Linked DNA regions of Gossypium hirsutum: region 2 is linked to region 1. The links are chromatin contacts, called in public Hi-C maps. All regions are on one chromosome and are shown on one strand. Each heading gives the region's core, a stretch centred on a gene start, on an enhancer-like site or on the middle of the called end of the contact. The rest is flanking DNA. Distances are from core to core; before and after follow the strand shown.

Region 1 (3,172 bases), core at 221-2,720:
CTACCAGTGATAAAATTGATTAAGGAAAGATGTGAATTCTTGATGTTGACAAGTGATAAGCTTTTCACTTCGTCCTCAGTCTGTGCCCCTTCTACGTACCTTTGTTGGCTTTATTCATAGGCTAACAAGAATATTTTCTCATAATGTAATGCATGTTGTTATGGGGAATGATCAATTAATCATTCATCTATGTGCCTGATCCAGGAAATACCTTTCCGAAAAGGATGATCTATGTTTCTTATTACAGGAACTAAGTTCAATGGGTGACTCCTTCAGACCTTCAGATGTAGAAAGGGCTTTGTGGAGTTCAGCTGTAGGCGTAAAGTTGCAGTCTTCACAGACAGCTCCGGACAAGAAGATCAAGGGAAGCAACAAAAGAAAGAGAAAACATTGAATTATCTATGTGCAAGATGATGGAAACTTTTGTGAGTTCTAACATGGCCAAGTATTAATCTTGTTTACTTGATACTAACACTTTATCAATGTGATGTTGTGCCTTGGTCATATATCTGGCATACATGCATGGAATGCAGCCTGAAATACCTTGTGTTGGATTTAACTGTTTTAGTATGGTTAACCCTCTGATATTAGTTAAATATTGACAGTAGCACAGTACCATGCTATGGCACCTTGCATGAAGTTACTTTGAGAAAATGTCAGAGACCCAAGTTATATGATGAAACCCTTGATCCATCTTTAACTTACGAGGTAATTTCAGTCCTTTTTTCCCCTACTTTATGGATGGTAATTTGCTTGTGGGTGGAATGGTAAAGTGCAGTGCAGGTGCTTTAGATTCAAACCACAGCGTTGTTGAAAGCTAGGTGAACGTACCACCCGGGTTTGGTACTTGAATTAACTAATTAAAGGGACCACGTTAGGCATTATTAACCCACCCACAAGCAAATTAGGGTTGGCCGAAGGACAATGGTCCATTTATGGACTCTTTAATGGTTAGCCTAGCTGTTGCAAACTGAAAGCTAAAAAAGGCTCTCAAATGGCAGAAAAAACATAATTTACACCAATGAAATTCTCGTTTTCTTGGTAAAACAAAATGTAATTTAATAATTGAACCAACAAAAAAAAAAGAAAGCAGTTTTACTATAACAGAAAGAAGTAACAGGAAGATTTAATAAAATTTCCATTTTGAGCAACCAAAAGCTTGGTTTTTTTTTTTTTCATGTAGGGAGATGAGGTCATTGGTTTATAGGTGTCAAGTCGCCATTCGCTTTCCTTGTACTTCCCGTAACCATTGTGTTATTGGAGCCTTTCCATTTCGATCTATAAAATTACACCAAAAAGAAAGGCCGTGACGGACGAAATCTTCAAAGCCCAAAGGACCCTCTCTCGCTGGCTGCGTTTCTATTTTCTGGAAACTTTCACGGTAGTTACACGTGTTCGCAATTTATCGTCCGGTCACTTCCCGCGTGAAGACCTTCCCGACTCGGGACTTGCTATCATCTTCAAAAACTTCCTAAGACTCTTCTTCTTGAACGGCCTCATTCAACGGCTTTAACCACCAAAGTGATGAAAATGAATATTATGCCCTCCTTCTCAGACAGTAAACACCGACGGAGTCCCCGAGGAGAGGCTCTCCTCCCACAAAAGCAGGGCTACCGAGTACTCGAGACTCCCGAAGCCGGCTTTGATGGGGCTTCAACTTCAGGAGCCATTTTCAACCTCTCGACCACAGTTGTGGGAGCCGGTATCATGGCGCTCCCAGCCACCGTCAATCAGTTGGGCCTAATCCCGGGTCTATTCGCAATCATATTCGTCTCTATGCTAACGGGATCATCCATCGATAAGATACTTAGGTTCAGTCGAGCCTCCAAGTCGGCCACGTATTCAGGCGTTGCCGCTGACGCTTTCGGTGGGACCGGCCGTAACATCCTTCAGGTTTGCATCGTCATCAACAATTTGGGCATGCTTGTGGTTTACATGATCATCATAGGTAAGTTTGAAACCCTCCCCCCCCCCCCAAAAAAAAAAATTAAGCTTCGTGGAACGACTAATTGCCCTTCGATCACCTCTGAATTTGAATTGATTGCAGGTGATGTGTTGTCGGGGACATGGGAGGATGGGTTCCACCACAAGGGAGTTATGGAAGAATGGTTCGGTGAACACTGGTGGACAACGCGTTCGGCTTTGCTCATGTTCACCACGCTCTTCGTTTTCGCACCTTTCATTTCATTCAAACGCGTTGGTAACTAACTCACTCCTCAAAAATTCTAAATTGCTGCTATACTTTTATTGAATGCTTGTTGTTTTTCGTGATTTTAGATTCATTGAGATACACATCGGCATTGTCAGTTGGTTTCGTGATCGTATTTGTGGCAATAACAGCGGGAGTTACCATTGTTAAGTTGATGGAAGGGAAAATCGAAATGCCTCGTTTAATGCCGAAACTTGAAAACCAGGCATCGTTTTGGAAGCTTTTCACCACTGTTCCTGTTCTAGTCACTGCTTATATATGCCACCATAACGGTAAGTCATCAGAGATTGATTCCTTCTACACTTCTAAGTATTTATTATCATAATTTGGTTTTGTTTAGTTGTTGGTTCAAGTTGATTATCTTCCAATTTGTACCAAATTAGTTGCATCTTTGAGTTGATTGAATGCTTTAACGGTAAGAGATGCTTAATGTACCTGTTGATACCTAAAACTCTGCGAAGAACAAGTAATCCATTTATGGTTCAACATTACATAGAATTACAAATATGATGCGCTATTGTAACAAAAGTTTTCTCTGAAATAAGTGTTCCAACAACTCTCCTCCTTACATGGCAAATATTGTTAAAATTTTAATATATGCTTGTTTATATGACAATTGATCAACCCTTTTGTTTTTATCTATTTCCTTTTGTCTTGGATACACCTGTGCAGTACTCCCAATAGCGAATGAACTGAGAGACCCTACACAGATGAAGTTAATTGTTAGGAAGTCCCTCATGTTTTGCTCTTCTCTCTACATTGCCACCAGCTTCTTCGGATTAGTTCTGTTTGGAGATCATATTTTGGATGATGTGCTTGCCAATTTTGATGGTGATCTTGGAATTCCGTATAGCTTGTTGCTCGATGACTTGATCAGAGTGAGCTACGGGCTTCACTTGATGCTTGTTTTCCCAATTGTGTTTTTCTCCCTTCGTCTCAACGTAGATGGTCTTTTATTTCCAT
Region 2 (3,172 bases), core at 387-2,886, 290 kb after region 1:
AGAGTACATAAATTTGAAGTCATATATATTTGAAAACTCTTTCAAAGCAAAATAAGAAAAAAAAGATATTTTAGTATGATAAACTTAAATTGTTAATTTATTTACTTAGGTCCCAAAATTATTATTTTAGAAAAAGTAATTTTTTTATATATTCTTTAGAATTTTTTATTTTTATATATTTTTTAAAATATAAATTTTGGAAATTTTATAAATATTTTAAATTTTAAAATTATTTTAATTTTTTTGTAGTTTTTTGTTGAGAGAGGCCAATTTGTTCATTTTCAAAATTGATTGGGACCAAAAGGGTATTTACACCAATATGTTATTTGAGTTATTCGAGTTATTTAAATTGTAAAATTCAACTCGACTCAAATTACTTATTCGAGTTTATTTGAAAAAATGAATAATTTGATTCGATTAACTCGAAATTAAAAAAAAATTAATTTTTTTCTATTCGAATTGAGTTTACTTACCCCTAAATAATTTTTTTAATATTTAAACTCAAAATTATGTCACGTGTAATATCGTAATTTACAGAACAGTATAACCCTCCCGTCCTTATGAAAATTTGGTCCTAGATATTACTGAATATCTCTCTCATGAAGAATTTTGTATATCTTATTCCCTTTATTACACTTATCGGTATATAGGTTTCCATATTAGATCAATATCAATATACAAACTATCAGGTAAAAATATAGTGTCCAGCAAGAAAATGCTTGAATATGAGATAAATCATGAGAAAAAAAAAACACCTAAGATCCCAACAGATAACATTTATAAAAGGACAATAATAAAAAGGGAAGACAAATTCCAACATACGGAACTTGCACATATAGTAATAATCTTCTAATTTACTTTTCTATTGAGAAAAAAGATTATATGAAACTGTGATTTTATATTATTTTTATTCATTTTTAATAGAAGAATGATAAATTAGATTTTTTTCATCAAGAGAAAAAATTTAATTTGTCATTCTCCTATTGGAAAAAAATAAAAACAGCGTGGAATCACAGTTCCATACGATCCATTCTCTTATATTGTATATTATAATTTTCATCACATTAGTTTTAGAAGCTATATTTTTATGTTCATTAATATATTTTCAGCATTATTTTATTTTATAAATTAAATTTTGTAAACTTTTTAAATCAACTTTTATGAAAGTGGATAAATTTTTGTTACAATGTTTAATCATGTTTCTTTAGTAATGTATTATTGGTTTTTTAATTTTAAAAATAATAAATTTAAAGAATTAGTTTTACATTCAAAATTTCATACGAACTTATTTATTTTAGATAAATAAAATATAATTAAGTACAAATGTTTATTTCATTCATAATAAAAATATAATTTTTATATTCGTGTCTCATACGGACTTAAAATTAATATATAAAAAACAAAGCAAGAATATCAAGGATATATTTCATTAATGTTGGTCTTTGGGGGCCAAACACGCTTATTGCATGCTCTTTTTCTCTCTCTGGTTGCCATCTGCCATGGAAACTCACCGAAAGTTTCAACTCATCAAACTCAGGAAAAAAGTAATCATGTTCTCATCTAAACAAACTCTAATTTGTTTGCTAGGGAAACAAGTTGATTCCTTTTGAGTCAGCACAGCAGCGTGTATACATATATATTTTCTCTCTCTCTTTCTTTCTTTTGCTTCTTTTGAAATATATACTCCTCTCTTGACTGACCTAAAAGATAAAACAATTTGAATAGGTGGGGGAAGCTACGAAGCTAGTCACATGAGCGTCGATCGTGACCTCAGCTGGGCTCACCTATTATTTGTTTTTCTCGCCATCTACTTAATTATATTACATGTTTTGCTAGGGTTTCTGTAATAGATTTTACTATTACTTAAAGATAGGGGTTTGGGTTTCCGCGTTTCGGTTGGTCGTTGATTATTGATGATGTAAGTAATAATTCAGCTGTTCTTGCATTATAATTTGTGGGTTGTTGGGTCATGCTGCTGTTCCTTATCGATATTCACTCTTAATCCTTATAGATTGTCAGAAGCATCCAAATTTTCAGACCCCGTCTCACAAACTTCAATGCCTAAAGTCTTATGAACGAGCTATTAGATATGACTGAACACTAATACAAAGTGAGATTCATGGTTATTGTTGAGCCACATAATTTTCACGTGGACACTAAAATGTGGTTATTAGCCCAAATTTACAAGCTTCTTTCTTTTTTCAGAACTTGAAAGAGATTAGCATAAAGAAAGAAAGGAAAATTCTTGAGTTAGCTTCTTTTAATATTAGCTTCCCGTCAACTTTATTTTCATAAATTTCTAAAATTTCTATTGGAAGATGTTAGATATGTTAGTTATAGATTTTGTTATCCCTATCAAATATTGTTATATAATATAGATTTTAGTAGTTACGTATATATTATATAAATAGATTTTGGAATTGATGATTTGGCACATTGACCCCAACGTCAGTCAATGATGGTCAATGTTGATTAACATCAAGGTCAATGTCAACCAACGTTAGTTAACACCAATCAGTGTTTGGAGTCAATGTGACACTCATAGGTTCAAAATCTATTTATATAATCCATAACAAAATATTCTACTAAATGACAATATTTTATTACAACTAGAAAATTCTAGAACTATTATTGAAAATCCTTTGAAAATGCAATTTTGTTACCATAAAATTGTAAAAATTGTTAATCAAAATTTGTAAAAATCATAAATTTATTTTTTTGGACATTATAAATTTTAAAATTTTTATTTATCAATTTTTTTTTAATTTTTAAAGAACTTTTACAAAATTGGGTTTTGCATAGAACTTTGAGTATTTGGTTACAAAATTGTGTTTTCAATAAAATTTCCAGTAACAATTCTATAGTTTTGTAGTTGTTATAAAATATTTTTATTTAGGGAGATATTTTTTTATGTATTATATAAATAGATTTTTTAAATTGATGTCGTGGCATGTTGACCTTAGACATTAATCGACATTGACCCTCAATGTTTACCACCATTGACCAGTCAACAAGATCAACGTGCCATGTCATCTGTTCAAAAAATCTATTACTTATATAGTAATATTTTATAAATACAAAAATCTATAACTATTACTCAAATCCCTCTTGGAAAATCAATTATGTATCCAAACACTCAACTTCGTATTAAAAAATCAACTTTGTAACCAAA

Evidence for each region. A called contact is a pair of places that touch in the nucleus more often than the background predicts.
Region 2: a contact with region 1 is called in a Hi-C map of leaf, with 3 times the contacts expected there. The contact joins the enhancer-like site here to the promoter of LOC107951136 in region 1. A contact is called at or near these places in 12 of 34 Hi-C or Micro-C datasets (callus, hypocotyl, leaf and 2 more).

Annotation. Positions count from the first base shown.
Region 1 is chrA02:19,612,963-19,616,134 of Gossypium_hirsutum_v2.1, forward strand. It overlaps LOC107951136 (amino acid transporter AVT6A), which reads left to right and starts at 1,471. Exons shown (of 5, transcript XM_016886070.2): 1 at 1,471-1,948; 2 at 2,048-2,200; 3 at 2,278-2,481; 4 at 2,882-3,172. The coding sequence starts at 1,525. It overlaps LOC107951137, which reads left to right. Exons shown (of 3, transcript XM_041083046.1): 2 at 248-425; 3 at 606-704. The coding sequence ends at 394.
Region 2 is chrA02:19,899,870-19,903,041 of Gossypium_hirsutum_v2.1, forward strand. No RefSeq gene overlaps it. Among protein-coding and RNA genes, the nearest start is that of LOC107952568, 4.3 kb to the left of the region's middle. Within about 2 kb of position 1,637, at least 3 of the 9 cell types and tissues checked have an H3K27ac peak or open chromatin away from gene starts, as enhancers often do.